Regions from separate parts of the Mus musculus genome. Here regions 1, 2 and 3 are each linked to region 4. Evidence: chromatin contacts called from public HiChIP or PLAC-seq data. All regions are on one chromosome and are shown on one strand. Each heading gives the region's core, a stretch centred on a gene start, on an enhancer-like site or on the middle of the called end of the contact. The rest is flanking DNA. Distances are from core to core; before and after follow the strand shown.

Region 1 (2,700 bases), core at 143-2,642, 250 kb after region 4:
GCTCCTTCCACTTACCAAGCCAGCTGAGACAAAAGCCAAAACGCACAACCCGAGGGTGGCAGCTACCTGCAGTACAAAGCAGAACTGCAGAAACACAAGCAGTAGATCTGAGACCAAATCTAACCAAGAAGTACACACATCTCAGAGAAAACCTCTACCACTGCCCTAAGACACAGGACAAGCCTGCTCTTGCAGCATTTGTTAGTAAGGAATAACACCGGAAACTCCCAAAGTCTCCGACAACAGGACAATGGCTTAACCACTGTGCTACAAGACTACACAACAGTGGAATAAATGAACTTCAGCTAGATAGAACATCTGAATCCCATGTGTGTGTGTGTGTGTGTGTGTGTGTGTGTGTGTGTGTGTGTGTGTGTTTGTGTGTAAATCAATAGCGTACTATAACCAGGCGTTGTGGTGGCACACCTATAAACCCAGTACTTAGAAGGCAAGAAGATCATGAGTTCCTGCATGACATAGTAAAAACACAACTCAAAAAATAAAATAATTTACCCACAATTCAAAAATGCACAACTAAATAAACATCATTTTCATATTTAAAATCTATAAAAAATGAGGAACAGAATATAGTTGAAAGGTTGGGAGAGCAGAAGTGCTTAATAGTATTGGTTAATTAAAACTTTATAATTAAATTAGGCACGGTCTCCACTGACATTCATTTTAATATTCTTCTCACAACTTACCCATTTTTTTTATACTTTGATACATGTTTACATCTTTAATTCTGTTCTTCCCTTAGGTATTTCAAAGACTGCTAAAGGAAAGCTAGTCCTTTGCATTCAATGACATAAAGAAAAGGCGGTATGACAAAACCCATGTTACCAAGACACCCACTGGGCTGTCCCTAACCATAATTATAATGTAGACAAAATCCGTCTTGAAATCTCATTCTCCCTTGGGCGAGGACATCTAGAAAAGCCCAGATACATTTTGGAAGGGGAAGTAGAGAGGATTGTGAAAGATACAAAGTGTTGCCACGCAAAGTCTCTATGTGTAACAGGATGCTGCAGGGGCTGAAGGAGCCAGCAATTTCACAATGACAGTGACCCACATGAGGGTCTGGTTCCAAGTTCTGTAAAGCAGAAATGGAAATCACCAGGATCTCTGAGAAGAAGAAGGGACATGGAAGGGGACATTGTCCCCTTGAAGAGGGGATTAGGAGGAGCCGTCACCTTTTTTTTTTTTTGAGATTTGTTTTATTTTTGTACATGTGTGCATGTGCATATATGTGTGTGTACAAGTGTGTGTACATGTATGTGTCTCTTTGTGTATGTGTGCATGTGTGTATACATGTGCATGTGTGTACAAGTGTGTGTGTGTGTGTGTGTGTGTGTGTGTGTGTGTGTGTGTGTGTGTGCCTGCGGAGGCCTGCAGAGGACAATGAATCCCCTGAAGCTGGAATTTCCCTCTGTGAGTTGTGAGTTGTCCTATGTGGGTGCTGAGAACTGAACTTGGGTCCTCCAAGAAGAACGGTATGCACTCTTAGCCACTGAGCCATCTCTCTGACCCCAAGGTACCTTTATTTTCTGACACTTGGGATAGCAGTTGTGTCTGTGATTCATTATATGACCTTGAACAGGCCACTTCTAATCATGTCTCAGGTTCTAGTCTCTGTAACAAAAGTCCACCTTCTTTCAAGGTATGATTTTCTCCCTCTCCTCGAGGGAGAGATAGTTCACTAGTAAGGATCCTCCTCCACTCGGGCCTGACTGTGGATGGGCCCATTCTTATGTGGACCTAGTGCAGACATCCAGACCTGCTGTGGCTTTCTGACTGGAAGGGCTGTGTTTTGCCCATGAAAGGCTATTACACAGCCCTTCTCGTTCTCTGCTTTCCCATTCTTTCACCCTCGCATTCACAGTGTTCCTTGAGCCTTAGTATGGGATACATGACTTGGCTACAACTCAATGCCTTGTATCATGAATTTCTGTGCTCATCACCATTTGCTAGAGAGAGATTTTTTTTCTAATTAATGCTGAGAGTAACGTTTATCTATGGTATCAACATAAATCTCCAGAGGGCTACTTGACATGCCATATCAATTTGGCTAAACAACGTTATTCAATTCCCACATAGGGCCTGATCTTCCACCATGAGCTTTTTTAACCAGGTTTCCAGTATCAGAGATGTATTCCCTCCAGTGGAGTGGGGTTCAAATCCAACCAGAGAGCAGTTGGTTACTCCTGTGCCTGTGGTGCCACTATTGCACAAGTGCGCACATCTTTCTTGGTAGTTTAATCTCTAGAGACCAAGTAAACAGTAATAACAACAACAAAATAGATTTGCTTCTTTTCTCGTTCCTTAAAAAATGATCTCTCTTGAGAATGCATTTGGCATCCGATGGTCTTGTCTAGTAATGGCTGAAAATATGAAAACATTGTGTCACTGCTCCATGCCCTTCGTAGTGTCAGACAGAAAATCTGCTGCCCTTTAAACTTTAAATGGAGAGTTTAAAACTTTTTTCTTGTTTTTCAGAAGTTTAATTACAAGTCTTGATAAATATTTCTTTGTGTTTATTTTATCAGAGTTTACTCAATTCTTGAATATGTAGGTTTTTCTCCCTAGCCAAACTTTTTCGGTAAGTTCTTAGCAACTGCTATTACTTCTTATGAACGCACATCAACAACATCCCCTTCCTCCTCTCCTTATAGAACTCTCATGATACAAGTGTTCATTTTC
Region 2 (2,740 bases), core at 190-2,689, 180 kb after region 4:
CTAAATTTAATGTTCCTACGTATATAAGAAAGGGGTAAGGGAATGGGGATAAACTATGAAACCAGAGAGCAGAGCTGAGAGGGGAAGAAGAGGTACTGAGAAGGTGGGGACAGGCAAAAGTCAGATCCAGCCTGAAAGAGGAAAGGGGGTTCCAGGGTGGGTCAGAGGAGCAGAAGAAAAACATCAAAAACAATTTGGCTTGAAGAATGCAACATTGAGACCTACCTCTGTGTAAGCCAATAAATAATCATTTAAAATGTTAACGATGTCACTTTTCCTAAAGCCAAGCACAGCCTCCACTCTTCCGGTCTTGCCCACGAATGTCTGCTTGTCATTTTCCCAGTAGGAGCTACACATTACTGAGAAAACACCAACAGTGGCTACGATCCTTCAAGGAAACTGGCTAAGTAGAAGCCAAAAGGAAGACAGCAATACTGCAAGTCTTAGCCGTGAAGTCAACCCCTGCAGGAATGCTGTGTCCTCTCAGAGGTCTCTGTGCACCGGGAACTCCACGGCTTCCCAAGGCTCTATTGATGTGGCTCCTACATCACATCAGACAAGCCACCAAAGAGACCCTGGGCGGTGCACAGACTGCAAGAGACTTCATGTTTTAAAGGACACAATGAGGATTTTTCCCAATTCTCTTCCTAGAAAATTATTCTAAAAATACTAAGTGAGGCAGAGGAATCTGTCCTCCGCAGGCAGCCAGGCAGAGGCTCTCTTCCACACTGGGAAGATTTTCCCCACTTCTCTTCCTAGAAATTTTTCTAAAAATAATGTAAACATAGAACCAATCTTGGGTGGAAGAAGGCAGCCCCAGGGGGTACATCTACAATGCAATACCTGCACTTAAGGCTCTATGAACATCTCAAAAGAGAAGGCAGAGAGTTATAAGAGCCGTGGTAACAGGGATGCTGTGAGATTGTAGGGGGTGAAGGGAAATTCAGTATGATTCAGTATGGCTGCCTAAACAAGACCTGAACAGTAACAATATCAATAACATGCTAATGCAGAAGAAGGAAATCTCATAAGGTCCCACCCTGAGACAAGGGACAATAAGCCACTAATGACAGCAGAAAGAAGGAGAATTAGCCTCTCCCAGGTATAAGGAAAACCCCCTATTAGTTATCCAAAACAAAGTGGTGCGCATGAAATCACATATATATACACAAGCCATATTAAACAGACTCTGTGGTTGTGTGTGTGTGTGTGTGTGTGTGTGTGTGTGTGTGTGTGTATGATAATTTTTAAAAGGAAGTCATCAATTTGAGATGGAATGAAGGGATATGGGAAGACTTAGGCTATGGTGATTTGAATAGGCTTGACGCCCACAGATTCATATGTTTGAATGTTTGGTCATAGGAGTGGCAATAATTAGGAGACATGGCCATGTTAGAGGAAGCATGGCTCTGCTGGAGGAAGTATGTCACTGTGTAGGCAGGCTTTGAGGTCTCCTGGCTCAGGCCAGTGTGGAAGAAAGCCTCCTGCTGCTGCCTGCAGAGGACAGTCTCCCCCTAGCTGCCTTTGAATCAAGATGTAGAACTCTCAGCTTCTTCTCTTGCCGTATATGCCTGGATGGTGCCATGCTCTTGCCATGATGATAATGGTCTGAACCTCTGAAACTGTAAGCCAGCCCCAATTAAATATTTGTCTTTAAAAGAGCTGCCTTAGTCATGGTGTCTGTTCACAGCAATGAAACCCTAACTAAGACAAAAGGAAAGGAGAGAAGCAATATAATTTTTTAACGTTAGAGAAAAAAAGGAAGAAGAAAAGCACACAACTGCAAGGCAGCGGAAGGCAAGGCCTTAGTGCCTTCAAGAGATCCTGACAGGAAGCAAACCAACCCAACCTAGCTCAATGGAAAAACTACAGAGTGGCAGGCGCCAGGGCACTTGCTCCTGTTAAATCTATAGTTAAGGTTCCCCTGGAATAGCTTGGAAAATGTATTTCTCCTCCAGAGAAAAACTACAAAATCATGACAAAATGTCTAAACTGTGTAAAATAATTGGAAGTTGGTCAAAACCAGACATAAGATGAGAGACACAAGTTTTTAAAAACTGGGATCTGGGGTTGGAGAACTGGCTCCACAGTTAAGATCACTGATTGCTTTCCCAGAGGGCCATGGTTCAACTCCCATCTCCCATGTGAGTAACTCACAGTCCTCTGTAATCCTAGTTCCAGAGGATCTGAAATCATCTTTTGAACTCTGTTGGCACCAGGTATGCACATGGCACACAAACATGGTAGACAAGCTCACATGCAAGCAAAACCTTTACACAAAGAGATAGATAGACAAATAGACAGACAGACAGACAGGTTGATTTTAAAACCTAAAATGGAGTGTAGGCTAGTGGAAAGGCTGGGGAACTGCAAAAAAGATAGTAGAAAGGATCTCACAAAAAGTATTATACTAAGAAATTATCTGAATACAAGTGGTACCCAAATTCCTGGTTGACACCATACCAGGACCCCATGAAGAAAACCCCAGAACAGGCAACAGAAATGACAGCTAGGAACTGAAAGAACTTGGGGGTGGGTGGGGGGATTTCTATTGCTGCTTAGCTGGCGTGAAAATGTCTGAGTCTGAGTCAAGTTAGATACACAAACATGAAAAAACAAGAAACAATTCTTTTTGGCTAAAAGTAAGAGGTAAATAAAGGTCTTTTTCGTATAAATGAAAACCAACAGAACTCCTACCATTAAAAAGGTCAGAAGACTAAGTTTTTCAAGAAAAAGTAAA
Region 3 (3,053 bases), core at 261-2,760, 210 kb after region 4:
ATGAGATACACACACTGGTTTTATGTGGAGTGAGCACCATACGCTTTCCCAAATTTGGTCAAGAATAGTTCTTTTAAAAAAAATAAAATAAAATAAAAATAAAAGAGTTTGGCAAAGTACCAGAAAAGGTTGTCTTTTTTAGAAGGACATACAAAGATTATTTTGGAAAGCTTGGAAAAAAAAGAAGGCTTGCAGCTTTACCAGACAGTCAGGAAGGGTAATTGGTTTCTCTGAAAAGCAGTGACTGCTCAAGTTCTACCCATAGAAGTAGGTACCTAGGGGAGAGACAGATCATTTATAAACCACAAAACAGTACTTTCTGATAGATATAGCACTTCACTTGAAGTGGACTTTAAGAATTGTTTCAAATGGCTTAAGTTAATCCCTAACATAGCTGAGCTTTTAGAAGGCTTCCTTATGATAAAACCACGTGTTCATGTTTTTTTTTTATCAATGCATTGTAAACATTTTATTGTCGTTAAACACTCCTAGATCATGGTCACACAATCTGTTGAAATGTTTCCAACCATTGAAACTTGTTTCACACACTTCATTCTCTTGTATTTCTCCAAATAAGTACATGATATCAAACGAATATTTTTTTTAAAAACTATTTAAATACTGCTTGTGAAGAAAAAGACCTTTCTCATGAATAATTTTTTAGTCAGATATACTTTACCTCACTAAATGGATACAGTTGATGGGAACAAGAGTCCATACTCTGGCTTAAAGCTTGGATTTGCTAGTCTAAAACTGGTTTAGAAACTTCAACTGTCCATACGCAGAGTGAGGTTATCATTACATTTCTCAGAGGTAATTTTGTAGGTGGGCTTATCTCCATAGCAAAGCTATAGTGGCTAAAGTTTTGTCTTTCACATAAGTCCTATATTTAATAATAATATTTTGTTGTTATCTAAGTTTGTTTTCATTTTGGACAATAAAGTATATGTTCATATTGATATTTTTTATTAAAATTAAATTTATTATTTGGGAAAAGCACTGTCTTGTCTTTCACTTTTCAAAAGTATCTCCAAAATAGATTTTAATATCTGCATGATATTCTAATAGATGCAGATTTTCTTTTGATAAGATTTCTTTATGTTATTTTAAATTTTTAACTTTTACTTTTATTTGTACAAGTCTGTGCATGAGCACAAATATATATGCATGTAACAGTGCCAGAGAAAGCCAAAAGGGTTCATCAAATCCTCTGGAACTGGTTGTGACCCTCCCAAGATGGGAGCTGGGAATCGAATTCACACACTCTGAAAGACCAGCAAGCGTGCTAATCACTAAGCCATCTACCTCTCCACTCCTGGTTTCTCTCATTTTAACAATGATTGCATCTTTATTTTTGCCAAGTTTTTGGTTAGCCTTTAAAGACAAAGTCATAAATGGCAACTACAGAGCCAAAAAAGGTCTGAGTGCAGTGAAGCATTGGCCTCAGGGGGCCCTTCTCAGCTCCTCCTCTGGTTCTGTTAACACTCAGTGCTCTGGGATCCTTTTCCTAAGGCCCACTTCCTCTGATAAGGTTTTCCATTTGGTCACCAATGGTTTTAGATCAGCTGCTAAGGGAGATGTGAAACATCTGGGTGAAAATGGCTTTTGAGGGAAATTTTCAATATCCAGATGGTTCTTTCCCTCTCAAAAGTTCCTCCAAAACAAGGAAGAGAAGAAACAGAAACTTCACATAAAGTCAGTAAGTAGACGGAGAAAAGATAAATGACTTATCAGAAGAGTGAAAGGTCAAACCTAAGACACACAAGGGAAGACGCCTGTGGAATGAAAGCGAAACTGTCCCCAAGAACGCCAGAAGAATCAGGAAATGTAAGTATGAGAGAGAAGAGAGGAATAGACCAGCGACAGCAGCTGAACCCCGAGATGCTTGCCAGATCAAACTGGTTCCCCTTCCCAGCAGAACAGATGGACCATTTCTGCTGAAACAGAACCAGAATTGTTCGAATCTAGATGAGAGTGGCTTAAGGCATAGAGAATAGTGTAAAAAGCAGAGCTAAGCGGAGATAAATGAAAATCTGCACATTGACTAAAATAACCTTAGCCCCTTCCACCACAGTGTGATGGGAGCCAGGCTCCTGAAACATTGGGCAGAGACTAGATAAGTCCTTCCTGAAGACGGTGAATGGTAGATGAGCAATACCCACAGATGCCAACACACGGGGATTGCTGACAGCAAACAAGTCTTGCAAACATACACACATGCACACACACACACACACACACACACACACACACACACACGTACGTGCGTGCTAATTCATTCAATTCATACTTTTGGAAGGATGCTGTTCTGGGTACATGGGACTGAAAAACAACCAAAACAGAAATCTCTCTCTTCACAGAGCTTCCATCCTAGTGAAAGAAAACAAACAATAAATACAACAAACAATAAATTATATAGTTTAGGGAGAAAGTAAAGCCAGAAAGTAGGGGAGGAGATGCCAGAAAGTGTTCACATATACATGTATGTATAAAACCATATGTGACATAAAAGTAGAAAGGCAAGTATTTGGGGGACCAGTGAGAGCAGGGAGAGGGCAAAGGAAGGTCATGAAGGTGACTAAGCAAAGTACAGTGGAGGCAGGCACATGTCGGTGGATGAACACGTCATAGGGAGACTCATTATTTGGTATGCATACCAAAAAATAGTCTTAACAGGCAGTGGTGGTGCACACCTTTAAACCCAGCACTTGGGAGGCAGAGGCAGGCAGATTTCTGAGTTCGAGGCCAGCCTGGTCTACAGAGTGAGTTCCAGGATAGCCAGGGCTACACAGAGAAACCTGTCTCAAAAAAACAAAACAAAAATAATAATAAATTGTCTGTCTTAAAGGATCTCAAAGAAATAATAAAAGATATTTTACTCTTTCAGTAGTAATTATATAAAGTTTTAAAGTAGCAATCCAAGAACAACACAAACTCTTCTGGATTAAAGATATGTGGAACTTGACACCGCTTTCTGGCCTGCTGGAATGTGAATGTTCTATACCACGTGATCCCATTGCTATGGGCCAAGATGTTCTACTCCACCTTCCCCA
Region 4 (2,908 bases), core at 125-2,624:
TTTTGTGCCTTTGGTGTTTTGACTATTATACAACAGAAGGAATTTCTTTTCTGGTTCAATCTATTTGGATTTCTGTAGGCTTCTTGTATGTTTATGGGCATCTCTTTCTTTAGGTTAGGGAATTTTTCTTCTATAATTTTGTTGAAGATATTTACTGTCCCTTTAAGTTGGGAATCTTCACTCTCTTCTATACCTATTATCCTTAGGTTTGGTCTTCTCATTGTGTCCTGGATTTCCTGGATGTTTTGGGTTAAGAGCTTTTTGCATTTTGTATTTTCTTTGACTGTTGTGCCAATGTTTTCTATGGTATCTTCTGCACCTGAGATTCTCTCTTCTAATTCTTGCATTCTGTTGGAGATGCTTGCATCTATGACTCCTGATCTCTTTTCTAGGTTTTCTATTTCCAGGGTTGTCTCCCTTTATGATTTCTTTATTGTTTCTAGTTCCATTTTTAGATCCTGGGTGGTTTTGTTCAATTCTTTCACCTGTTTGGTTGTGTTTTCCTGTAATTCTTTAAGGGATTTTTGTGTTTCCTCTTTAAGGGCTTCTAGCTGTTTACCTGTATTCTCCTGTATTTCTTTAAGGGAGTTATTTATGTCCTTCTTACAGTCCTCTATCATCATCATGAGATGTGGTTTTAAATCAGAGTCTTGCTTTTCTGGTGTATTGGGGTATCCAGGGCTTGCAGTGGTAGAAGAACTGGTTTCTGATGATTCAAAGTAGCCTTAGTTTCTGTTGCTTAGGTTCTTGCCCTTGCCTCTCGCCATCTGGTTATCTGCGGTGTTAGCTGGTCTTGCTGTCTCTGACTGTGCCTTGTCCCTCCTGCAAGCCTGTGAGTCAGTACTTCTGGGAGATCAGTTGTCTTAGGGAGGTATTTGGGTACGGAGAGCTGTGGCACAGGGTCAGCTCTGGAGTGCAGACAGAAATCAGAAGGATCCTGTCCCTGGCTGTTCCTTGGTTCCTGTGTTCTGATGGCTCTGGGTGGGTCCCTCTTGTGGCAGGAATTTGAGCAGAAGTGGTGGTCTTACCTGTGCTCACAGTTGTTTTGGCACTCATGGGAGACCAGCTTTCCCCCGGTGGTATTTGGGTATGGAGCGCTGAGTCACAGGATCAGCTCTTGGCACATACAGAAACTGGAAGTATCCTGTCCCCGGCAGTTCCTTGGTTCATGTGTCCTGAGGGCTCCTGGTGGGTCTATCTGAACAGAAGCGGTGGTCTAATGTGTGCTCACAGGCTTGTCAGCACTCCTGGGAGATTTGCTCTCTCCCTGCTATGGTATTTGGGTATAGAATGCTGTGGCACAGGAACAGCTCCTGGTGCAGACAGAAACTGGAAGAATCCTCAAGAATCTTTCTAAGGGGTGTTATCACTTCCAGTTTTAGAAGAGGTTTATGAGAGTTTCAATTTCCCCATATGGTGGCTCCCATTTGATATATCTGTTCTCTTTACAACCAGCAGTCCCGGTAGGCACAGTGCTGTTACTGTGGTTTTAATTACCATTTCTTTAATTACTAACAATGTTGAGGGTTTTGTTGGACAGCCATTTTTTTAAAAATGAAGATCCACTCAGTTATTTTGCCCATCCTTTAGTATATTCTATTCTTGAATAGTTTTGTCTGTATGCATGCCAAATATATATATATTTTAGACCAAGAACTAACTGACTTCCTTCCTTCCTTACTCTTTGCCCTATGGGAAATGCTTTTTTCATTTTTTTTCACACTAATTTTTGAAGAAAAGATTTAAGTTTTGATAGAGTTTAATCTTTTCATGGTCTCTTTGATAGGTGCTGTTTTCTGCCTCTTTGTTCTTTGAGATAGGATCACACATGTCCCAAGCTGGCCTCGAACTCACTACATCTTGACTGAACATCTTCTGAGCCTCCTCCACTTGTATGGGAATTTTAAGGAGTTCACTGACAGCACCTATGCCTTAGAAAGCTTTGCCTGCCTACAGGCTGTATACAGTATTTGCCCCATGAAATGTTATAGTTTTAAATTGTAAATAAGTCTATGATCTGGATGAAGGTAACATACAGTCTGAGGTAAGGCTAGTCTTTCACACTGACAAATGGTTGTTTCCACGCTGTTTGCTGGAAAGTTTCCTCATGCCATTGAATCATCATGGCATCTTTTTCTAAAATCAATTGGTGGCATGCACATGGGTCTATTTCTAGATGGCCCTATTTGATTCCATTGATCTTTATGTCAACTCCTAAGATCAATATTATCTCAACTCCAATAACACTAGAGCATGCCATAAGATCAGGCTCCAGCTTTGTTCTTAAAGATTTCTTTGGCCAACTTAGAGTCTCTCTAATTTCCATACAGATGCTAGAAAAGTCTTGTGAATTTTTCAAAAGCTTGACAATATTTAGATTAGGATTCAATCTATACCTTGATTTGGGAAGAAGTAGAAACCTAAGGTCATTAATTCTTCCAACCCATGAGCATGGTGTCATACTCTTTCTTCAGCTCTTCTTTGATTGCTCCCGTGAAGACTTCCCCATTTCAGCAAGCTATCCATACCTAAATATTTCATAGCTTTGGTGACACTGTAAATAGTAACATTTAAATGTTTTGTTTTCTAACTGCCTGTGGCTAATATATAGACATTTCTATGCTTTTATAGAGATTTTTTATCCAGAAACATTGTCAGGTTCATTCAGAAAACTCGATTCTGTATGATTTTAGTCTTAAATTCACTATGATTTATTTTACGGCCCAGAATATCAACTCTCTTGATGAACACTTCATATGCATGTGAAAAGAATATGTATGCTGCTCTTATTGATAGGGAATCCTTTGGAAAGGTCAGGGTGACTGCTGGAATTTTTCAGGTCCCCCATCGACAGGTGCTAGCCATACTCCAGCACTGAGAACTGGGGTACACAGCTATAAAGATGGCC

The links. HiChIP or PLAC-seq counts read pairs in DNA pulled down with a chosen protein or histone mark.
Region 1: an H3K27ac HiChIP or PLAC-seq map of acute myeloid leukemia shows a contact between it and region 4, with 4 times the contacts expected there. The contact joins two enhancer-like sites. A contact is called at or near these places in 5 of 115 datasets of contacts at active chromatin or transcription factors (acute myeloid leukemia, bone marrow-derived macrophages, embryonic stem cells and 2 more).
Region 2: an H3K4me3 HiChIP or PLAC-seq map of bone marrow-derived macrophages shows a contact between it and region 4, with 3 times the contacts expected there. The contact joins two enhancer-like sites. A contact is called at or near these places in 2 of 484 Hi-C or Micro-C datasets (CD4 T cells and uterus) and 5 of 115 datasets of contacts at active chromatin or transcription factors (bone marrow-derived macrophages, heart atrium, large pre-B cells and 1 more).
Region 3: an H3K4me3 HiChIP or PLAC-seq map of bone marrow-derived macrophages shows a contact between it and region 4, with 8 times the contacts expected there. The contact joins two enhancer-like sites. A contact is called at or near these places in 2 of 484 Hi-C or Micro-C datasets (bone marrow-derived macrophages and nephron progenitors), 3 of 115 datasets of contacts at active chromatin or transcription factors (acute myeloid leukemia, bone marrow-derived macrophages and large pre-B cells) and 1 of 9 other capture datasets (embryonic stem cells).

The regions. Positions count from the first base shown.
Region 1 is chr14:30,434,524-30,437,223 of GRCm38.p6, forward strand. It overlaps a transcript of Cacna1d not described here. Among named protein-coding and RNA genes, the nearest start is that of 4831407H17Rik, 22 kb to the right of the region's middle. Within about 2 kb of position 1,393, at least 32 of the 459 cell types and tissues checked have an H3K27ac peak or open chromatin away from gene starts, as enhancers often do. A contact at or near this core is called in acute myeloid leukemia and bone marrow-derived macrophages, where this site is marked.
Region 2 is chr14:30,369,807-30,372,546 of GRCm38.p6, forward strand. It overlaps a transcript of Cacna1d not described here. Among named protein-coding and RNA genes, the nearest start is that of Cacna1d, 18 kb to the left of the region's middle. Within about 2 kb of position 1,440, at least 3 of the 459 cell types and tissues checked have an H3K27ac peak or open chromatin away from gene starts, as enhancers often do. A contact at or near this core is called in bone marrow-derived macrophages, where this site is marked.
Region 3 is chr14:30,404,166-30,407,218 of GRCm38.p6, forward strand. It overlaps a transcript of Cacna1d not described here. Among named protein-coding and RNA genes, the nearest start is that of Cacna1d, 52 kb to the left of the region's middle. Within about 2 kb of position 1,511, at least 70 of the 459 cell types and tissues checked have an H3K27ac peak or open chromatin away from gene starts, as enhancers often do. A contact at or near this core is called in bone marrow-derived macrophages, where this site is marked.
Region 4 is chr14:30,189,392-30,192,299 of GRCm38.p6, forward strand. The region is part of intron 4 of Cacna1d (calcium channel, voltage-dependent, L type, alpha 1D subunit); the gene reads right to left. Among named protein-coding and RNA genes, the nearest start is that of Gm52107, 33 kb to the right of the region's middle. Within about 2 kb of position 1,375, at least 16 of the 459 cell types and tissues checked have an H3K27ac peak or open chromatin away from gene starts, as enhancers often do. A contact at or near this core is called in acute myeloid leukemia and bone marrow-derived macrophages, where this site is marked.